Regions from separate parts of the Astyanax mexicanus genome. Here region 1 is linked to region 2. A link is a contact called in public Hi-C data. All regions are on one chromosome and are shown on one strand. The core of a region is the stretch at or near the end of the contact, and the rest is flanking DNA. Distances in the headings are between cores, read along the strand shown.

Region 1 (2,972 bases), core at 322-2,821, 60 kb before region 2:
GAAATATAGAGAGAATGGAAGCACCATGGTTTTACCTCGGTAAGTCAAGTTATTTTACATCACTTCAATTATTCAGTTCTGGTATTTAATTTGGAATAAAATCGATCTAGACAATAATTTAATATCAATATACTGTATGGTGTGTAGATATGATTTCTTTTTAGTATTGAGATGTTTTTAAAGGATAACTCCAGTGTAAAACTGACTTTTTGTGTAGTAAAACATGATAAGGAGTACTAACCTTGGTTGAATAGCCCACCTCCGTTCTCCCGCAGCTTTCCGAGATTACAGTAATTTTGTGCATTTTTTTCTGAAAAGACTAGAATGGGTTTTAACGGGGCATAATTTGCCCCTGCACATAAATCGCTTTTCTCCTTTAAAACTGAGAAATCGGAGTTCTCCTTTAAAACACGTTTCTTCATATTTTTCAAAATACATTTTCAGAGAATGTCACAATAACATCATTATCAATTTATCAAACTTTATATATGGACATGACCTTAATAATTTGCTGACCTCAATAATTTGTAATTTATTGACCTCATTAGTACCCATTGTGATTAATCCATTAACATGACTGTGTTTTTAAATTTTTTATGTTTTTATTTGTGTTGGACATTTAAGAACTTTTATAGTTTGATTAAAATGTCTCAATAATTAAATGTTAATTGCTTTTTAAAATGTAATGTGTAACTGCAATATTATGGTACTGTATTATCATTAAATCAGTGGCATGAAACTTTTAACTTTTTAACCTTTAAATTACAATAAAATATATCGGCAGTTGCAATAATTTCAGTACAATATATTATCCAACAAAATTCACTGGCCTAACAGACATTACAGTGGGCAAAATTCAATTTTCAGAAGTTTTTTTTTTCTGTTGTGGGCATGTTTGGCAGTTTTTGCATCTGTGGCATTTATATTGTTCATATTAATATCGAAATTATATTGTCTTGCCCAAAATTAAGAAATATATTTTAAAATAAATTTTGGCCAGATCAGATACATAAAAAATATTTGTGTAGACTGAATATACGTGCATATCCAAGATTTTGTGATTGTCACTGCATCCTTGGTCCACAACACACAGCTCTCCCCCAAACTCCTATTTCAAGTTAAAGAAACTCATCAGTGCTCATCATCTGGTATAGGACCTTTGCCAGTTGTAGATCGCATGGATGTTGTGGGAGCAGACAGGCTGCCTCTTGCAGGTGCTCACGCTGCGATGACGGAAAGACTTTCCAGCCCCACTGAGCCCTCTTCGTCTCGCCGCCAGCTTAGACCTCTCCTCAGCGGCGAAGAAGTCTGTGGTGGCTCTAAAGAACTCCAGCAGAGCCTGGTGGCTCCAGAGCATGGGGTCCTCCTCAGACATGGAGAACCCACAGTGTCCACCCTGAGCAGAAAGCAGCAGGAAGAAGTGCGGGTTGCTCTCGAAGAGCTCCAGGGGCAGCGTGGCCTGAGACTCACCACGGACGGGATCGTCCCGGCTGCACACGCACAGCACGGGGATGGCCACCTCGTCCACGTCCCTTAGCGGGTCGTTCCGCTCCCAGTAGGCCTCCCAGGCCCCCTCGACCTGCACCCCTTTCAGGCCAGCCTGGCAAAAGAGCACCTCTTCCATGGACCTCAGAGAGCTGCTGGAGAACAGGCTGTCAGTGTGGATCACCTCGCTCAGCGCTGTTCTGTACCTGCAGGAAAAAAAATCAAACATAATCAGCAACGATCTCTTCCTGAGGAAAAGCAGGTCATCATAATGAAATATGGGTCAGAGCTCACAAACCCCCACAGACACATCACAAAAATCAATAGAGCTAGATAATCATCAGTGGTTACCATGGCAAATATTGTATTTCAATTTGTTGTGCTTCAGGTTAATGTTTTTTTTTTTGAAAAATGGCTGTGCTAAACCAATTTTGGTTATGCAAAGTTGAAACCAGGTCTTGAATATGGCTGTAGCACAGAGGATGTAGTCGGGAGTTGTGCATGTTTCTATTTATTTCTATATTTCTATTCATTTATTATAAATTAGAAGGGTACATTTAAATGATAAACAAGGATTTTTAAAGTAGTTTTAATCTCATTTTAAATAAATCAAGCAAGTTCATATGAACTATAAAAAAAGAAAAACTAAAAGTAAGCTGGGCTTAATAAGCCTTTTGTATGGTATAGGCCTATAACCTAATATTCCCCAGCCTAATTAAATTATTATGACAACCTCCTTGTTTCTACATCCATTGTCCATATTTCAGCTCCACTGAGTATATAGGAGTATTTTGTAGTTCTATAATTGTAACTGTAGACTGTAATATGTTTCTCTGCATACTTTATTATTATACTTTATTATTATCCTCATTTATTCTCAGCACTACAGTGACACTGTGGCATGGTGGTGGTGTATGAGGTGTTAGTGTGGGCTGTGCTGGTAGGAGTGGGTCTGAGACAGCAGTGCTGCTGGACTGTAAGTAGTCCACCAATCAGAAACCCCCAGCCAACAGCATCCCTTGACGAATGATGAAAGACAAGAGGATAGAGGATAAACAGTACCAGTCAAAAGTGTGTAGGCCTTAAATTCTGAGGTTTTTTATTATTTCAAATTGGTCTCCATAATAGATTATTTCTAAAGTTATTCAAACTGTAAAGAAAAACATTATTTAGTAAACAAAAAAAGGGTTAAACAAAAGTGTAATGGATTAAGAGTAATATGTTATTCCATATTATGGCAAGAACTACTTAAGTTTAAAAAAAAATTAAAGAACTTAAAAATATCTGCAAGTGCAGTCGCAAAGACCATCAAAAATGTTATGATGAAACTGGCTCTCATCAGGACTGCCTCAGGAAAATAAGAGCAAGAACTACCTCTTTTGCACAGTATAAGTTCATCAGAGTTTTCAGTCTCAGAAACAACAAGTTAACAGCACCCCAGATAAGAGCTTATGTAAATGCTTTACAGAGTATTTTGGTTTGTTAAA
Region 2 (2,880 bases), core at 109-2,608:
GCCCCTCTTAAACTACCCCTCTTTTTTTTTTTAAGGCATTTTTCAAATTGAGCTGAGAGTAGAGTCAGCAAAAAACAGGGGGTTTAATGGTCTTTTAAAGGCCTTAAAAAAAAATTTACTGCCTAAATTTGTACACTGTATTTTTTACCATTGCTGGTTATTAAAGTGGGTTTTCTAAAAATTTTGACCAGAATTGCATATAAAATTAATTGTAGTTTCATTCAGAAGCTGTAAATGGGAATTCTGTAAAAAGAAAAAAATATACTAATTATGGAAATTATTAAATTACAAATTAATTATAAGATTAATTATTTTGTAATTATTTTAATTATTATTTTATTATATATAGTTTTTTTTTTATAAATTATTAATTCCAAGTGATAAAGTGATATGTAAATGCCATATGTAGTCCAGTTTAGGACCACATTAATATTGCAATCAGGGGAGTGTACAACACAATCAAAACTCCTGTGTAGGCTATAATTTGGCTTAATTTATATGTAGCAGTGTGAAACAAATTAATCAATTCAAATGAAAAAGAGACAATATCACAAAAAACAAGCTTGACTAGATTTTAGCAAACAGACTGGACATGTGAAAACAGAACGGCTTAACTAAAGCATTGAAATACGTTACATAAGACATATTTAACGCTATCAAACTAAAACAGAAGAAACCTTGTAGTGTAGATACTGACTTATCACACAGCAGCAGACACGTGATAATAATTCAACAAAACAACAACAGCGCCGCCTCGTGACCACAGCGAGCCTGAACATCTACTGACCATACATGTTTAGATACTACAGATTCATTAGTAAATCAATAAACCATATAAAAATACTCTTAATTTTAACTAAAGCAAGTTTTTTTTTTACAAATCTCTCTGTATGAACATACTAAGCTAACGCTAGCTAAGCTAATACAATCTACAACTGTCTACTGAGTGTGAGCAGGCGCTGGTAACTTAGCTGGTCATAAGGTTAGTATTTCTGGTGTTTAAAATTATTAATGTAGTAATGATCATGGTGTGATAATTACCTGAGCTGTAGTGATCTAGATCGATATCCAGGAGCTCAGAGTCGCTGATGTTGTCCCACTCTTCACTCTGAGACTCCATGATAACAGCAGCAGCAGCAGCTCAGACTCTCATCACTATTACAGAGTACTGGTGATTATACTGCTGCTGTAATCACGTGTTCACATGTTGTGATAATCACGCGCGTATTAAAGGTATCACAGGTCCCATCACTCACTTACTCACACCTCTCTCTATTTACTAGCTATAGATCTTCATGTTCTGACTCACTTCCTGTGTGTTTGTGTTATGCCTGGACATGCCTCCAGTTTAGGGCACGCCCCCGCAACACCATTGGCTCACACGTGAATCACTACGGCAACGCATTCTAGTTTTTAATACAGCGTGTTTACATTAGAAATCGAATTTGATTATAAATGTCCCAAACATAAAATAGTAAAGAAATATTTAATAATAAGGTAAAACTTAAGATTTTGATGCATATAAACATTTCTATCTTTTAGAGACACTACACACCCCAGTATACATTTATAACTTAACGAATAAAGTAATGAACTAAATTTAGCTTAAAGCAGCACTAGGTAGAATTTCCTAGATTTTTTTATCTTTTTAAAGAAGTAAAATTACAGCTTGAAACTCACTGCAGCGCTGCATTGAGGTGTATTAGGAGGAATAGCACGCAGTGCTCTCTGAGCTCAAACCAGACTTTGTATGTTTTCAGAGGCGGCCGCGACCAACGCTCGGGAGAACTGCGACCTGCTTTCCGACCTTTAGTTCTAACAGTTCTACAAAGATTACTGGTTCATTCTTTACAAACTAACATACAGTCGCTCTGGCAGAAGCTGGAAAGAGACCGAATATGTCTGTGAAAGCCAGAAAACGAGAAAGAGAAACTAATCCGCCTGAAACATTTATTACACTCTACAACGGTGGGGGGGGGGGGGGGGGCCACGAGCACAAAATCTCAATCCTACCTAGTGGAGCTTTAAATCAGTGAATTGGCCAGTGTCCAAAGGTGTGAAAAGTATTCACATTCATTACTCAGGTAGAAGTCATAGATACTAGGGTTTAAAATTAACTCAAGCCTTTATTTTTTAAGTAAAAGTGTAAACATACTGCTTTCAAAACTGCTTAAAGTATAAAAGTAAAAGTAATTAAGGGGGAAAATGGCATTAGGAACAAAAGCTTTGGCCACGTCACAGGGTTAAATAGTGCATGTGGATTGCCTATCAACCAATAGGGTGTCGGAATGGTATGTTAATACTTCACATCCAATCAAAGTCAAATTTACTCTATCGGGATGGAGATATTTATCTGGATAGTTTTTTTTTTTTTCAATGATGAGAAGCCGGAATAAAACAAATAAAAAATAAATAGGAGTAACAAGACTATTTTTAAAATGTAAGATGTAGAAAATTCAAATAATTGTGTGAAAATGTAAAAATCATTTCTCCAGTAAAGTATAGATAACCTAAATATCTATATAAGTAAGGAAACAAAGTATTTGTACGGTACTTTATTACTTACTACAGTGTCTGCCAGTTGTAGAAGTGCGGCCAGTGTCGCTTGTGTCGATACCAATATAATTCCAATATCCTTGTTCATCCTACTTAAGGCAGTAATAAACATTGTTAAATGGTAAAGGAATGTATCAACTAATTATTAATTGATACTAAGACATTATTAAATGTTAATGCTTAAGTATGTTGTAAATATTAATGAACGAAGACATCAGATAAAAAATTAATGATTAATAATGTCTAAACTAGTGTCAGTTAACATTACTAACTACAGAACATCTCAACTAATTATTATATGTTACAGATTAACACAACACTGAC

What was found. Hi-C and Micro-C count contacts between places; a contact is called where the count stands out from the background.
Region 1: a contact with region 2 is called in a Hi-C map of muscle, with 8 times the contacts expected there. The contact joins the enhancer-like site here to the promoter of exo5 in region 2. A contact is called at or near these places in 3 of 3 Hi-C or Micro-C datasets (blood and muscle).

The regions. Positions count from the first base shown.
Region 1 is chr18:15,743,275-15,746,246 of AstMex3_surface, reverse strand. abhd15a (abhydrolase domain containing 15a) reads right to left here. Exons shown (of 3, transcript XM_007245927.4): 3 at 1-1,691. The coding sequence ends at 1,142. Among protein-coding and RNA genes, the nearest start is that of abhd15a, 9.8 kb to the right of the region's middle. Within about 2 kb of position 1,571, the one cell type or tissue checked has an H3K27ac peak away from gene starts, as active enhancers do.
Region 2 is chr18:15,682,777-15,685,656 of AstMex3_surface, reverse strand. exo5 (exonuclease 5) reads right to left here and starts at 1,358. Exons shown (of 6, transcript XM_007245926.4): 1 at 1,042-1,358. The coding sequence starts at 1,120.